2 separate regions of the Ovis canadensis genome follow, and region 1 is linked to region 2. The links are chromatin contacts, called in public Hi-C maps. All regions are on one chromosome and are shown on one strand. The core of a region is the stretch at or near the end of the contact, and the rest is flanking DNA. Distances in the headings are between cores, read along the strand shown.

Region 1 (2,700 bases), core at 73-2,572, 210 kb before region 2:
AATCCAGAAAGTTTAATTTCTAAGGAGTAAAAGTCAATATTTTCCTTTTTATTTCTGATTTTCATGTCATGCTTAGACAGCCCTTCTCTACTTCAAGATTATAAAAAATATTCACTCATGCTTTCATATAGTACCTTTAACCATTGTTTTGTTTTTTGCCACACGGCTTGTGGGATTTTTAGTTCCCCTATCAGGGACTGAACTGGCGCCCTCACCAATGAAAGCTTATAGTGCTAACGACTGGACTGCCAGGGAATTCCCAATTGTATTTTTGACGCTTAAATTTGTGACTAACTTGGAACTTCTTTTGGTGTAAACAGTGAGTAGAAGATTGAGCTCACTACCATTTAAATGGCTCTTTGTACACAATGGAGTATTACTCAGCCGTTAAAAAGAATTCATTTGAATCAGTTCTGATGAGATGGATGAAACTGGAGCCAATTATACAGAGTGAAGTAAGCCAGAAAGAAAAACACCAATACAGTATACTAACACATATATATGGAATTTAGGAAGATGGCAATGACGACCCTGTATGTAAGACAGGAAAAAAGACACAGATGTGTATAACGGACTTTTGGACTCAGAGGGAGAGGGAGAGGGTGGGATGATTTGGGAGAATGGGAATTCTAACATGCATACTATCATGTAAGAATTGAATCGCCAGTCCATGTCTGACGTAGGGTGCAGCATGCTTGGGGCTGGTGCATGGGGATGACCCAGAGAGATGTTGTGGGGAGGGAGGTGGGAGGGGGGGTCATGTTTGGGAACGCATGTAAGAATTAAAGATTTTAAAATTAAAAAAAATAAATAAATAAATGGCTCTTTGGTCCCACTCATCACTTATTAAGTAGATCACTTCCCCACTAACTTTAAATATTAGCTTTATCACCCACTAAATCCACCCCGCCCCCCATACATGGTCTATTTTTTAACTTTATTCTCTTCCATGGGTACTCCTGCACCAACACAAAAATGTTTTAGTTTCATAACTTTATATTCCAATATCTAAAGTGTTGGACTTTCCCTTATCATAACTGAAACTTTATACAATGAAACACAACAAGGTTTACCCCCTCACTTGCCCTTCCAAGTGTCTACCTCTTTGTCAGCGTTTCAAAAAAAACGCCCAGTTCTCCCAATGAGAAATTTTAAAAATTGATACCGCAGTGAATAACGAAAGTGGCTCCGCTAAGAAGTGACAAATCTGAAGAAAAGTCACTGAGTTAGAAAATGGTGGCGTGTCCAGGGGTTGTTTGTTTATTCGCTAAATTGTATCGGACTCTTTAGCGACTCGCTCCCAACTCGGTCGGGCCACTTCCGCTCGCAACACCAGCCCCCAGGCCGACGCCTGCCGCCTTTCCCAGCTCAGCCTCTAGAGGTCGCAGCTAGGCGAAAGCGGGTCGACCATGACTGACGCCCTGAGGCGCGGCAGTCATCGTGACGTCAAGTCCGGTCCCGGCGGAAGTCCTCCCCCGGCGGACCGGGAAGTAGCTGAAGGCTGGGCGATGGCAGTCTTGGAAGTCCCCCTCGCAGACAGACCCGAAGCCGCGGTACCCCCGCGGTAGACCGGATCAGGGTGGCGGGCTCCGGGTCCCGAGGTGAAAAGCGTTGGGGGCTGAACGGCTACTATCGAAGGGGACCTGGGAACCCTGACGGCCCCTATTGCAGACCCTCCCTGACTTTGGGCTGTAAACTGCCTTTGCCGGGTCAGCCCCGGAAGCAGGTCCGCTTGGTATCCTACCGTTCCTACAGGGAAAGGTGCAGGCGGGGATTTTTACCCCTTCACCACAACAGCAAGTCAGGTGGTAGCTCCGAACCCGGGGTTCAAGGGCGCCTGTTCTTCCTAACGTCGTCTCCTTTCCACCGCCGCAGGGATGGAGGGGTCTAAGACATCCAGCAGCACCATGCAGGTGAGCTTCGTGTGTCAGCGCTGCAGCCAGCCTCTGAAACTGGACACGAGCTTCAAGATCCTGGACCGTGTCACCATCCAGGAGCTCACAGGTCAGCGAGGCCTTTGGAAAGAGGGTGATCAAGATCGTTCAAAGTGGGCAGCTTTGGAGATGAAGGTCTTAAGGACTATACATAGCCTGCCACAAACCTTGTGAGCCTCGAAAGTTGCTTCATCTTTCTGGTTCCTTGTTTTCTTATCGAGAACATAAAAGAGTTCTGACACGATGTGCTTCTGAGAGCTTTCTATAACAAGGAAAGGTCCTTAGTTTTCTGCTCCCGCTGTTTCAGAGTAAAGGATTATATGTATATAAAAATAAACAGCAGTTGTGGGGGACTTGCCATATACCAAGTGCATTACATGTGTTACTTTAACCTCTATGGAGTAGTTCAGTTTTACTCCCCTATGCGTAGGAGTAGTAAAAATTTATCATTTCATCCATGAGGAGTTGAAGCTCAGTCAGGTTAAATGATTTACCCAGAAGCCAATAGTTGATAAGTAGAGGAAAATAGAGGAATAGAGTCCCAAATTCTCAAGAAGTGAGATGAAGCTAGGAAAAAGGAAAAGACTGAATAAACAGTTAAAATAAGCTCATGGACCTAGAGTCACTCTGCTTGAATTTAAATTCTGGCTATCATTTACTAGCAGAATGACTTTTTGCAAGTTACTTCACCCAATTTTTAGTTTCTAAGCCCCAATTTTTTTATTTCCTTTATCTGTAAAATGTAAAACAACCTCAAGGTAGTTGT
Region 2 (2,700 bases), core at 84-2,583:
CCCTTCCTCAGTCTTGGCCTGCGAGGGGAGGGTAAGGTCGCCCCGCTCCGGAGTCTCTTGTCACTCACTCTTCAGCAGCTCTTTGTCTGCCACTCCCACCACAAGCTGCTCCCGAGCCAGGATGCAGGCGACACTGAGCAACACCTTGTGGGCATTGTGCAGGCGGTCAAAGGTGCCGCCCACAGCCCCCCGCCGGTGGCCACGCACCGGCTGCTTTGCAGACCTGGCCACAGGGGAGGTTGGCCTGATGGTGGAGGGTAGGTGGACGCCCAGGGACCCCACGGGGGGCTCTGCAGGCCCATAATCTGGGTACAGCAGCACTGAAGACAGCTGCGGACAACAGCTGTAACAGCTGGTGGCGTAGCGCTCGAGCTGCTGCTTGGCCGGGTTGTACTGGCTTCCATCCAGGGTCTGGAAGTCAGTCAGGACCACTTCCGGCGGGTGGGCCAGGTTCTGGACTGAGGTGGGTAGGGGAGGGAGACAGCTCTTGGTTCGGATATTTGTCAGCAGAATTCTGACGTCCAGGTGCCTGTGGACATCGGCGCCTGCGTAGAGGTGAGTGATGAAATCGATAACTTCAAATGTGGCCTGCACGGGGCTGGACTGGGGTTGAGCCGAGCCGCCCAGGCTCATGCCCGGCTGCAGGTGTACATAGAGCGTGTGATTCACCAGCCGGGCTGCCGAGGACAGGATGGGGGCCAGGCGAGGGGCCAGGGAAGTCAGCGGCGTTGTCAGCACCAGGAGGCCCGACCGGAATACGGCCATCCTTCTCAGGCCTGCGGACAGTCGGGGAGACGAGGCAAGGGTGAATGGGTGGTATGTGTTTGAGGCCGAAAACTGTAGGGGGACTTGGACGCAAGAGAGGGGCACCTGGAGCAGGGACGGGTTCTCAGTGCCTATCGAGAGGAACCTGGGGAAGGGGACAGGGCTTGGTAAATGGCGCCTCCGGGCTGTGTTCTAATCTCGGTTTTATCATCTCTCAGAGCGGTGAGTTCGCTGAATTGAATCAAAATCCTAGGGTGGGGAGAGGAACTGGGCAGAAGCCCCTGCGTCGTAAGACTGGGGATCCAGAAATCCCGGGCGTTCTTGCTGAGCTGCACCAGCATCTTCAAGGAATCGGAGGGGGGGACTAAAAGAGGACACTCAAGCTCGGGTCCTACTTACTGAGACCTCCGGGCTTTGGTTCCGCTTGCACTACCGCGGAGGCTTCCCCAACCACGACCCGTTAACACAAGTTCCGGAGCTGTGACTCGAAACTACGGAACCTAAGAAAGGCCAAAAATCTCAGCGTTGGTTCGGCGAGGGATTCTCGCGAGATTTTTCATTTGAAGGCGGGCGGGGCGGGGGAGGGGCGCTTGCGGTTGCAAAGGGGCGGAGCTCTGAGGCGTGGGAGGTGCGTGAAAACTTGTTTGCAAAACCCAACCTCGCGGAAACTAGGCGGAGTGGGGCAAAGCGGGTGGAGAAGGAAACAGCAACGCACTCCAGTATTCTTACTTGAAAAGTCCCATGGACAGAGGAGCCTGCCGGGCTGCACTCCATGGGGTCGCAAAGAGTCGGACACAACTGAAGAGACTTGGCACGCACGCTGGGCAAGGCGGGCTTGAAAGCCTGCTTAACGGGTGCCCTTCAGACTCTCAGAGAAGAGACTGGCTTCAGCCAGGTCACTCGGGAGACAACGGCAAAGGCGGAGCTAACACCTGGCTTTCCTGCTTAATAAATCGCGGGGACAGAGGTGGAGGGATGTGTCATAGGGTAGCATTTAAGTTAGGGCTCGGCGTCCCCAGAGCCCTCCTGACGCCCTCCCAATCTAAGGATCTGGTCACGGAACAGTTCTGTCCAAGTCCCCATTTCACAGATGGAAACATTGAGGCCCTGTATGTTCCAGGGACATCTAGGGAGGTAAGGACAGAGGCCATGTGTCGTGGCTCCCGTGCAGTGCTCTCCACATCACCCAGAACCAGTGATATGACAGTTTCCCCAAGAGAGGAGGAAGAAGAGGAGAGCTCTGCATATGAGCTCAGTAGAGCTGCCAGAGAATGGTCCCTGTGGGCGGAAGAAAAGGCAGCGGGGCTAGGGGAGGAGACTCAGTGGCGAGAATTTACCATGAGGCTAAAAAGTTGGCTTAAAGCTCAACATTCAGAAAACAAAGATCATGGCATCTGGTCCCATCACTTCATGGGAAACAGATGGGGAAACAGTGGAAACAGTGTCAGACTTTATTTGGGGGGACTCCAAAATCACTGCAGATGGTGATTGCAGCCATGAAATTAAAAGACACTGACTCCTTGGAAGGAAAGTTACGACCAACCTAGATAGCATATTTAAAAGCAGAGACACTACTTTGCCAACAAAGGTCCGTCTAGTCAAGGCTATGGTTTTTCCAGTAGTCATGTATGGATGTGAGAGTTGGACTGTGAAGAAAGCTGAGCACCGAAGAATTGATGCTTTTGAACTGTGGTGTTGGAGAAGACTCTTGAGAGTCCCTTGGACTGCAAGGAGATCCAACCAGTCCATTCTGAAGGAGATCAGCCCTGGGATTTCTTTGGAGGGAATGATGCTGAAGCTGAAACTCCAGTACTTTGGCCACCTCATGCAAAGAGTTGACTGATTGGAAAAGACTCTGATGCTGGGAGGGGTTGGGGGCAGGAGGAGAAGGGGACAACCCAGGATGAGATGGCTGGATGGCATTACTGACTCGAT

Evidence for each region. A called contact is a pair of places that touch in the nucleus more often than the background predicts.
Region 1: a contact with region 2 is called in a Hi-C map of fibroblasts, with 5 times the contacts expected there. The contact joins the promoter of PSME3 here to the promoter of COASY in region 2. A contact is called at or near these places in 2 of 2 Hi-C or Micro-C datasets (fibroblasts and lung).

Annotation. Positions count from the first base shown.
Region 1 is chr11:51,230,024-51,232,723 of ARS-UI_OviCan_v2, reverse strand. It overlaps PSME3 (proteasome activator subunit 3), which reads right to left and starts at 1,322. Exons shown (of 13, transcript XM_069541589.1): 1 at 1,166-1,322. BECN1 (beclin 1) reads left to right here and starts at 1,401. Exons shown (of 12, transcript XM_069603819.1): 1 at 1,401-1,601; 2 at 1,876-2,004. The coding sequence starts at 1,878.
Region 2 is chr11:51,021,275-51,023,974 of ARS-UI_OviCan_v2, reverse strand. It overlaps COASY (Coenzyme A synthase), which reads right to left and starts at 1,333. Exons shown (of 10, transcript XM_069603805.1): 1 at 1,165-1,333; 2 at 69-776. The coding sequence starts at 765.